2 separate regions of the Macaca mulatta genome follow, and region 2 is linked to region 1. Evidence: chromatin contacts called from public Hi-C data. All regions are on one chromosome and are shown on one strand. The core of a region is the stretch at or near the end of the contact, and the rest is flanking DNA. Distances in the headings are between cores, read along the strand shown. Region 1 holds the start of RBM39 (RNA binding motif protein 39). Region 2 overlaps PHF20 (PHD finger protein 20).

Region 1 (4,595 bases), core at 480-2,979:
TTCAAGCGATTCTCCTGCCCCAGCCTCCCAAGTAGCTGGGATTGCAGGCGCCTGCCACCATGCCTGGCTAGTTTTTTAATTTTTAGTAGAGACAGGGTTTCGCCATGTTGGTTAGGCTGGTCTTGAACTCCTGACCTCAGGCAGTCCACTCCCGCCGGCCTCCCAAAGTGCTGGGATTAGAGGCATAAGCCACTCCGCCCGGCCTCCAGAGTGAGACTCCGTCTCAGAAATAAAATAAAATAAAAAGAGGATCTGAATTTTCAGGAAAAGGACTAAGAGAGTATTCTAACTATGAAATAACTGTTATTAATAATCCTCTAAGATAAACCCTAACCCGTCTGTAAAGTTAACCTGAGAGTCAAAACCACTTAACATCTATATTTTCTCTAAATAATTTTGTTTAGCAAGAAGTTAGCTCTTTTGAAGATTAAATATTTGCCAGGCGTTTTACAGACGTTATATCGTTTAATCTTCACTATAGCCCTACTGAGCCTTCATTCATCAATTTACTTAGGGTCCACTTGGGCAGACATGCCCTGCTAACCTCTAAAAATTCAGTAGTGAGCATTATCTGCCTTCCTCAGGCTCAAGCCGCTTAGACTAGCTACTAAGTATGTCCTCTTTTAAATCAGGAAATGAAAAATCTGCTCTGAGAGGTTAATTTGCTTGTTCAAGGTCACACAGTGTTGAAGCAGCTAGCTACACTAATCAAGGCGTCTCATTTCGAATCTTTTCTGCTCTTAATCATTAGACTGTTAAGATTAGACGGTAAGATTTTTTGCTTTGAAGAGTTCTTTCCAATTTTTTTCCACCATCTAGGAGAAAACCTCTCACAGTACTGACCAAAGAACAGTGACTAATTCATGCTCTAATTACCAGGCATCTGGAAGACTTCAGGGGAGAGGAGCCAGGTCCCTGGGGGAAGGGGGACTTTTTTTAGTGGGGTGTGTTTTTTTTCCCCCAAATTCTTCAGTAATATTCAGGAAGGGGAACTTTTTTGAAGGAACGGTAGCAACCCTGACACAAGAGGTGATTAAATTCGGGGCACAAAGCTGGTCCCATGCCAAGGGAAGCAGAGTTTATCTTCTCCACCTTTTCTTTGCTTTCCTCCACTATTTCCAAGGTTGTTTCAAAGATCGACAGTGCAGACCGCGCCATTGGCTCCAAATGACTAAGAAATCTATTTTTATTATCTTCCCCTCTCCCCTACCCCTAAAGGTCTCTTCTGGCCTTCTGATACTTTTCCACTTCGTCTCCACCCTTAGCGGATAATCTGAAGATCGCCGTTTTATCCTATCGCCATAACGACTAGGTTGCCTTATGGCGACCTTGACAGCCATCCGGGAGGCCGGAGGGGGCGGTCGGCTGTGCTGGGGGAATCTTCAGATGGCCGTGAAGAGGCGCCACGAGGGGGAGGCGACCGCGGAGCTCCACTCAGCGAGGAGTTCTCTGAAAGATTGACAGGTAGCCTACCAACTGTCTTTACCCTAGAGACCCACTCTGTCTCGCGAGATTTAGGTGCTTACGCGAAGTGGGAGTGAAAGGCGCCTCTCTGAATGGGGGATGGGACTGTCTATGGCGCAATCATTGCGCGAGATTGGGCTACAGTCGCTGGAGCTATACTTAGATCTCGCGATACTTCGGCCTCTCCGATTTGCTGCTTGGGGCAGCTTCTCGCGAGAGCCCGTGCTGAGGGCTCTGTGAGGCCCCGTGTGTTTGTGTGTGTGTATGTGTGCTGGTGAATGTGAGTACAGGGAAGCTGCGGCCGCCATTTCGGGGAGCTTGCCGTCACTGTCGCAGGGGTGGATCCTGAGCTGCCGAAGCCGCCGTCCTGCTCTCCCGCGTGGGCTTCTCTAATTCCATTGTTTTTTTTAGATTCGCTCGGGCCTAGCCGTCCTCGGAGCCCGATATTCGGGCTGGGCGGTTCCGCGGCCTGGGCCTAGGGGCTTAACAGTAGCAACAGAAGCGGCAGCGGCGGCGGCGGCGGCGGCGGCAGCAGCAGCAGCAGCAGCAGCAGAAGTCTCTTCCCGAAGACGAGCACCACAGGCGTCCGAAAGCCGGAGCAGGTACAGGGGCGTTGCGGACCCGCGTATTATCCCAGCTTTCTCGAGGTTTGGCTCCCTTTTGGGCTGAGGGGCGCTCTTGGCGGTCTTTAGCGACCGGGGTGAGGGGTGGTTTTCGAGAAATCGGCCCTGTTTCAGTGACCGCGCCCTTATTTTCCGGTCGGGTAGAGTCTGGATTCTTGGGGTGGCAGGGACCTCTGAGAGGCCTCTGTAGATTGGTGACCTGTCTCCTTCGAGGCCTGGGCCGGCCGCGACCTCCCAACATGGCGCCAGTTGAACGCTGCCTTGGCTCATAACCCCTCCCAATGGAGGGAGTTTCCCTTTGCCCCTAAAATGGCAGCGCGGGTTTTTGCGCGGAAAGAGGCGCTCTCGTTCGGGTCTCCCAGTTTCTGTTTTTGGAGTTGATCGCAGGGTGTTAAATATTGGACATTGAAGTCTTCATTTTCGTGTCTTTGGTGTAAGAGGCGTTTTGGATTTACTTACATAAGCCAAACCTGGTTAAAGTGCGTGTCAGTTTAGTCATTCATTGTAGGGCTTTTGGAGGTTTTTCTTAAGTTTTCCAGTGTGTCGGCTGAGAAAATTCAGTCGATTTGAAAAGCGTTTACCAGGCCGGCCGCGGTGGCTCACGCCTGTAATCGCAGCACTTTGGGAGGTAGAGGCAGGCGGATCACTTGAGGTCAGGAGTTCGAGACCAACCTCATCAACATGGTGAAACCCCGTCTCTATTAAAAATACAAAAATTAGCCGGGTGTGGTGGCAGGCGCCTGTGATCCCAGCTATTCGGGAGGTGAGGTAGGAGGATCGCTTGAACCCGGGAGGCGGAGCTTGCAGTGAGCCGAGATCGCGCCACTGCACTTCAGCCTGGGCAACTAGAGCGAAACTCCGTATCAAAAAAAAGAAAGACAAATAAAAATGTTTACTCACCGAATCGTCTTGTTCTTTTCCTAGGCGTTTAGAGAAAATGGCAGACGATATTGATATTGAAGCAATGCTTGAGGCTCCTTACAAGAAGGTGAGAAAAAACATGTCGGTGAGGTTTATAATTTCTTAATTTAGCATTATTCACGAAACTACTGCTGAAATGTAAACTAACCTCCCCGGAGCCCTCTTGATTTATCTTATCAGAGATGCATTACGTGTAACTTACAAAAGTAAATATATGCTATTGATGTAATAATATTGTGCAGTAGTTTCACTTCAGCGTGATGAATAAATGCCCATCTATCTCTCTTTGTAGACTTGCCTAACGATATCTCACCTCTACTCCCATGAATTCACCTTTGATTCCAGTGTGAACTGTCAATCATAAGGTAGTAATTGAGTGACTTATCGCTGTACCGTGGTCCCCTAGGTAAAATGACTCAACTAAGAATTACCAGCTCCAGTTTGGTATAGCAAAAAGGTGAATGTAGTGGTTTGGGAAAAAGCAGGGGTCCAAGAATAAGAAAGCGTAACCAGTCTGTGGCAAGTTAAATCTTCTAATAGTCTTATAAGAAGAAATGGGTGAGATTTTAAAATTTATATATCTATGTAAGACTGGTGATAGTAAATCTTAAACAGTCCAGTGGCAATCTGCTACTCAGTTAATAATTACTAAAATTCTTGGATCCCTGAATAGAAATTAAAAAAAAAAAAAATACAAGAGGCAGTATCACAGCTTAGAGTCACTTGATAACTGTTTTACTGTTCTCCATATTGTTTTATTTTTAATTAGGCCCTGCCATATAGTATTTCACACTAAAAACAAAGGAATTATTTTGGCTAATATAGTCTGACTCATTTCGGTATCGCAGTAAAAGTAAACTGTCTTTTCATTGTTTCACCAGTTGGTGGTGAAAATAGCAGTATGCATGCATTATCACTGGTGTCACAAACTGTAAGCTTTGTAAGTTAGCACTTTACTCCTATAGCTGATGTAATCAAACTTTAAAATAAACATTTTGCTAAACCTTTTAAAAATAATACATTTGTTTTGGATTGTATAGCACGACCATGTGGTACCAATTTGGATGAATTCTTGATAGATTTAAATAGTGTATGTAATTTTGTAATGCTTAGACTCTTGAAGAGCTACTTTCTGTTTTAATGTTAAGATTCTTGTGTCTTAGTTTTTTAACATGGATGTAATTCCATGTAAACAGGTATGGAAGTAGGAAATGTTTAGGCTGGACTTGGTGGATTATTAATTGACTTTCTTGGGTTCTTGGGAGTCAACATTACTAAAGCAGTGTGAATCCCTGTTTGCTTCAGGGCGAGATGTGTGACAGAGGTGGCATCAAGCTCTTACAGTCCCAACCCTCCAACGGAAATGGGCGAAGATCTCAGGAATGGCATCGGTCACAGGAAATCGATAGTGGCTGGCTGCTAGCATGGCCACTTGGGGCTTAGGCAGAAATAGAGCCATGGTACTGACCAAAGGGACCATAGCACATGGAATAAAACTCAAAACAGGACTTCATGTTTTATGGAAATTATATTTAACCACTTCAACATTGTAAATCTGGATAACTTAATATCTAAACTATATAAGAA
Region 2 (5,106 bases), core at 845-3,344, 160 kb before region 1:
ACGCTACAAAAAAAAAAAAAAACAACTGGGTGTGGTAGCGGGCACCCGTAATCCCAGCTACTCGGGAGGCTGAGGCAGGAGAATCTCTTGAACCCAGGAGGCAGAAGTTGCAGTGAGCAGAGATCTCATCACTGCACTCCAGCCTGGACAACAGAGTGAGACTCTGTCTCAAAAAAAAAAAAAAAAAAAAAAAAAAAAGTATTTACTGATATGATCTCAAGATTATAATTTTTTTGGCATTAAAATAATGATAGAAACAGAGTACAACCCATAGAACGACATAAGAATCCATGAGCCCATGCGGATAAACAAATAAGGAAAGGAAGGAAAGAAGGGAGATACAGCCCCCTAAGACAGAATATAAACTAATACCTGTTGAAGGAATGATGAAAGTTGGATATCGCCATTTGACAGCCATCACAGTAAAAACGGTTTCAGGAAAACAATACCAGTAGATGCTAAAATAATGGGTGAAAGTTTGATGAAGAAATAAGATATTTACATAGTCTCAAAGTTTCTCTCACAAGAAATGTATTCATTATATAGGGGTAATAACAGCCTTATAGTAGAAAAAGCTGGTAGATACTACCTTAGGTAAGTGACAAAAGTTAATGTCACCAGTAAATGGAACAAAGAGGTTTTCATATGCTTCCTGATAGAATGCACCTGAAAAGGACACATCACTTATGTGGTAATTCTGTGAAAAGTGAATAACCCAAATCAAATTATGAGGATACATCAGAAAAACCCAAATTGAGGGACATCATATTCTTCAGAAATGTAATGTGAAGGTCATTAAAAAAAAAAAAAAAAAAAAAAAAAAGCTTATTCCCCTGTCTCTCACTCCAGTAAAAAAAAAAGTAGAAGACAGAAGGTCTGTTTCAGATTAAAGGAGACAAAAGAAATATGACAGCTGAATTCAACATGTGTTCCTGGATTGGATCTTGACCAGAAATAAAAAAAATTCACCCCATTTTTGCCACAAAGAACATTATTAGAACAAATGGCAAAGTTTTTAAAAGGTCTTGATTTTGATTATATTGTGTGAACGAAAGAGAACGTCCTTGTTTTCAGGAACTACACACTGAAATATTCAGAGCTAAAGGTCGGCAATTTATTTTCAAACAATTCAAAAAACTACATTAAAAAATCTGGGAGCGGGCTGGGCACAGTAGCTCACGCCTGTAATCCCAGCACTTTGGGAGGCCAAGGTGGGTAGATCACTTGAGGTCAGGAGTTCAAGACCAGCTTGACCAACATGGTGAAACTCCATCTCTACTAAAAATACAAAAAAAATTAGCCAGGCATGGTGGCGTGTGCCTGTAATTCCAGCTACTCGGGAGGCGGAGACAGGAGAATTGCTTGAACCCAGGAGGCGGAGGTTGCAGTGAGCCAAGATCTCGCCACTGTACTCTAGCTTGGGCAACTGAGTAAGACTCCATCTCAAAAAATAAAATAAAATAAAATCTGGGAGAGAATAATAAAGCTAACATGGTAAATTGCTAGCAATTGGGGAATCTATATTTTCCAACATAGGGAAAGGTATAAGGGAAATCTTTTTGCTATTTTTGCAACTTTTTTATAAATCTGAAATTATTTTTTGTCATTTTTTTAACCCACACTACATAGGTGTATAAATCTAAATTATTTCAAAATAAAAACTTCCTAAAATAAATATTCAGGAAAAAATATGCATCTATTACATAGGAAGAATACTTTGAAGCCATAAATACCTAAGTGGAAGGAAAGGAACCACACCCACATATAGTCCTGGTGAACATTTCAAGGCTAGCCCCTGGAATGCAGATGTATGCACTCAGCCCCCACAAAAATCACTGAGCACTCATTCCACAAGGTGGCAGAGCTGCCCCAAATGCCAGAATTAGGTTGGAACAGTTAGCTCTGGACTAGATGTGTTGCCCTCCCAGCTCCTCCTCCTCCTGCTGCCCACGAGCCTCCTTCACACCAATTTATCAGATTGTGACTCCATCTCAGTTTAAAAACGCAAGACTGTGGCACCAGCTCAGGACAGCAATCACTAACGAGTGACTAACGCAGCATCCCAGCTTCCAGGGGCCTGGCTGGATGCTTCTGAAGATGGTCATGGTCCCGCCCTATTTCCTACTTACTTACGTAATACATTCCTGGTGAATGAGTTCTCAACAACCTCCCGTTCCCCCAGCAATCTTTCTGGATCATTCTGTACTCACACCACTAAACCTATGTTCCAAAAGAAACACCAGAAACACCATTCAGTTTCCAGATCAAGACATTTTCCACAACTCAAAGAATTCAAAAGGCACCATCCAGTCCTGGAGTACTGACATCACTTGTACCACACACTACCCTCCAAACCTAGCCACCCTGCTAAGTCTCTTACTCTGAGTGTACACACTGCTTTAATGAGTGCCCCGAGAGCAGAAGTTTGCATCACATACTGTGCAATGCCCCTAAAGGCAGGGACTCTGTTCATTTCACTTGATTTATATAGCACCCAGCATCTTATCAGATGGAATTAGGCACTCAGCAGGAAAACAACAGTTACAGACTCTGGGCCAAGGTACACTGGCTCACACCTGTAATTTCAGCGCTTTGGGAAGCCGAGGCAAGTGGATTGCTTGAGCTCAGGAGTTCGAGACCAGCCTGGGCAAAATGGCAAAACCCTGTCTCTACAAAAAATACAAAAATTAGCCAGGAGTGATGGAAAGTGCCTGTGGTCAGAATGATTCAGGAGGCTGAACAGTGGGAGGATCACTGAAGTTCTGGAAGTCAAGACTGCAGTGAGCCGTGACAGTGCCACTGCATTCCAGCCTGGATGACAGAGTGAGATCCTGTCTCAAACAAAAATTTAATTTAATTTTACCAACCTCTACAATACCGACCATTAGGAAGTGTGCCAATCTAGCTAAGTCACTCCTTCATGCCAAATATTAGGCTCTTTGTCTGTAAAACAGGGAGAATTAATAGGGAAAAGTTAGAAAGAACTTAAATATATTTCAGCAGGGGCTAGGTAAATAAATTATGGAACATCCATACAATGAAATAAATTATACGTAATTGTTTTTGTTTTTGTTTTTCCAGGGACAGGGTCTCACTCTGTTGTCAAGGCTGGAGTGCAGTGGTAGGATCATAACTTACTGCAACACTGAATGCCTGGGCTTAGAGCGATCCCCCCACATCAGCCTCCCAAGTAGCTGGGACTACAGCTGTGTGCCACAATGCCTAGCTAATTATATTCTTTTCATTTTTTTCTTTTCTTTTTTTTTGAGACAGAGTGTCGTTCTATCACCCAGGCTGGAGTGCAATAACGTGATCTTGGCTCACTGCAACCTCCGCCTCCCACGCTCAAGCAATTCTCCTCTCTCAGCCTCCAGAGTAGCTGGGACTACAGGCACACACCACCGCACCCGGCTAAATTTTTGTATTTTTAGTAGAAACAGGGTTTCGCCATGTTGTCCAGGCTGGTCTCTAACTCCTGACCTCAGGTGATCTGCCTGCCTTGGCCTCCCAAAGTGCTGGGATTACAGACTTGAGCCACTGTGCCCGGCCTAATTATATGTAATTGTGAAAGGAGACAGGGCTGGGCATAGTGACTCATGCCTCCAATCCCACCACTTTGGGAGGCCCAGGTGGGGGCCCAGAGTTCAAGACCAGCATGGGCAATATATCAAGACCCCATCTCCACAAAAAATTTAAAAATTAGCCAAGCTTGGTGCCACATGTCTGTAGTCCTAGCTACTCAGGAGGCTGAGGCGGAAAGATGGCTTAAGCCCAGGAGGTCGAGGCTGCAGTGAGCTATGATCATGCCACTACACTCCAGCCTGGGTGACAGAGCAAAACCCTTCTCAAACAAATAAATGAATGAATACATAAATAAATATTACCCATCATATTACTGATATGTTTCCCCATGGACCTACTTGCTCTGGCAGGGAATAAAAAGTATTCAATAAAAGTGTGCTTGAACAAGGCCCAGAGGTAGGAGTGTATCTGCTATACCTGCAGGATAGCAAGGAGGCCATGTGGCTGCAGCAGAATCAACAGGAAGGTGAGGCAACAGGTGGCCAGAAGAAGCTGGGCCCTGCAGGCCAGTGTATGGTCCTGAGGCCCTCATGACCAAATACTAACAGTAGTGGGCCATGGGACTATGGGAGACAAGAATGTTAGTTGAATTATCCTTGTATATTTCTGGAGTTCTTTTCAAATTTACGAATATTTTTTTCAATTGCCCAGAAAAAGCATACAGAATAAAGACAAGATGACTGCCATAAATGGGGTGAAAGGCACAGACTGATAAAGTCTGAAGAAAGTCCTGATTTTGAAAATTATATTGTGGTAATGTAGAAGAATGTCCTTGTCTTTAGGAAATATGGATTTTTTTTTTCTTTTTCTTATTTTCTTTTTTTTGATAGAGTCTTGCTCTGTCACCCAGGCTGGAGTGCAGTGGTGCTATCTTGGCTCACTGCAACCTCCGCCTCCTGGGTTCAAGCAATTCTCCCACCTCAGCCTCCCGAGTAGCTGGGATTACAGGTGCACACCACCACGCCTGGCTAATTAAATAGGGGATTTTCTAAAAAGTACTTAGGGAGGCCAGGTGCGGTGGTGGCTCACACCTATAATCCCAGCACTTTGCAAGGCTGAGGCGGGTGGATCACCTGAGGTCAGGAGTTCAAGACCAGCCTGGCCAACATGGAAACCCAGTCTCTACTAAAAATACAAAAATTAGTCGGGCATGGTAGCGTGCGCCTGTAATCCAAGCTACTTGGGAAGCTGGGGCAGGAGAATCTCTTGAACCCCGGAGGCAGAGGTTGCAGTGAGTAGAAATCACACTACTATACTCCAGCCTGGGTGACAAAAGCGAGAAACTCTGTCTCAAAAAAAAAAAAAAAAAGTATTTAGGGATAAAGGTCTGGAACTTATTTTTAAACAATTCAGAAAAAGTACTTTCTAAAAAAAAAAATTAAAATTTTTTATTTTCTTTGAGACAGAGTCTCACTCTGTCATCTAGGCCGGAGTACAGTGGCATGATCTTGGCTCACTGCAATCTACACCTCCCAAGTTCAAGAGATTCTCTTGCCTCAGCCTCTCAAGTAGCTAGGACTACAA

The links. Hi-C and Micro-C count contacts between places; a contact is called where the count stands out from the background.
Region 2: a contact with region 1 is called in a Hi-C map of fetal cortex germinal zone, with 2.8 times the contacts expected there. The contact joins the enhancer-like site here to the promoter of RBM39 in region 1. A contact is called at or near these places in 6 of 14 Hi-C or Micro-C datasets (blood, cortical neurons, fetal cortex germinal zone and 3 more).

What each region holds. Positions count from the first base shown.
Region 1 is chr10:88,557,227-88,561,821 of T2T-MMU8v2.0, reverse strand. RBM39 (RNA binding motif protein 39) reads left to right here and starts at 1,729. Exons shown (of 18, transcript XM_077951748.1): 1 at 1,729-2,066; 2 at 3,012-3,075.
Region 2 is chr10:88,712,124-88,717,229 of T2T-MMU8v2.0, reverse strand. All of the region lies in intron 9 of PHF20 (PHD finger protein 20), which reads right to left. Among named protein-coding and RNA genes, the nearest start is that of SCAND1, 76 kb to the left of the region's middle. Within about 2 kb of position 2,094, at least 8 of the 40 cell types and tissues checked have an H3K27ac peak or open chromatin away from gene starts, as enhancers often do.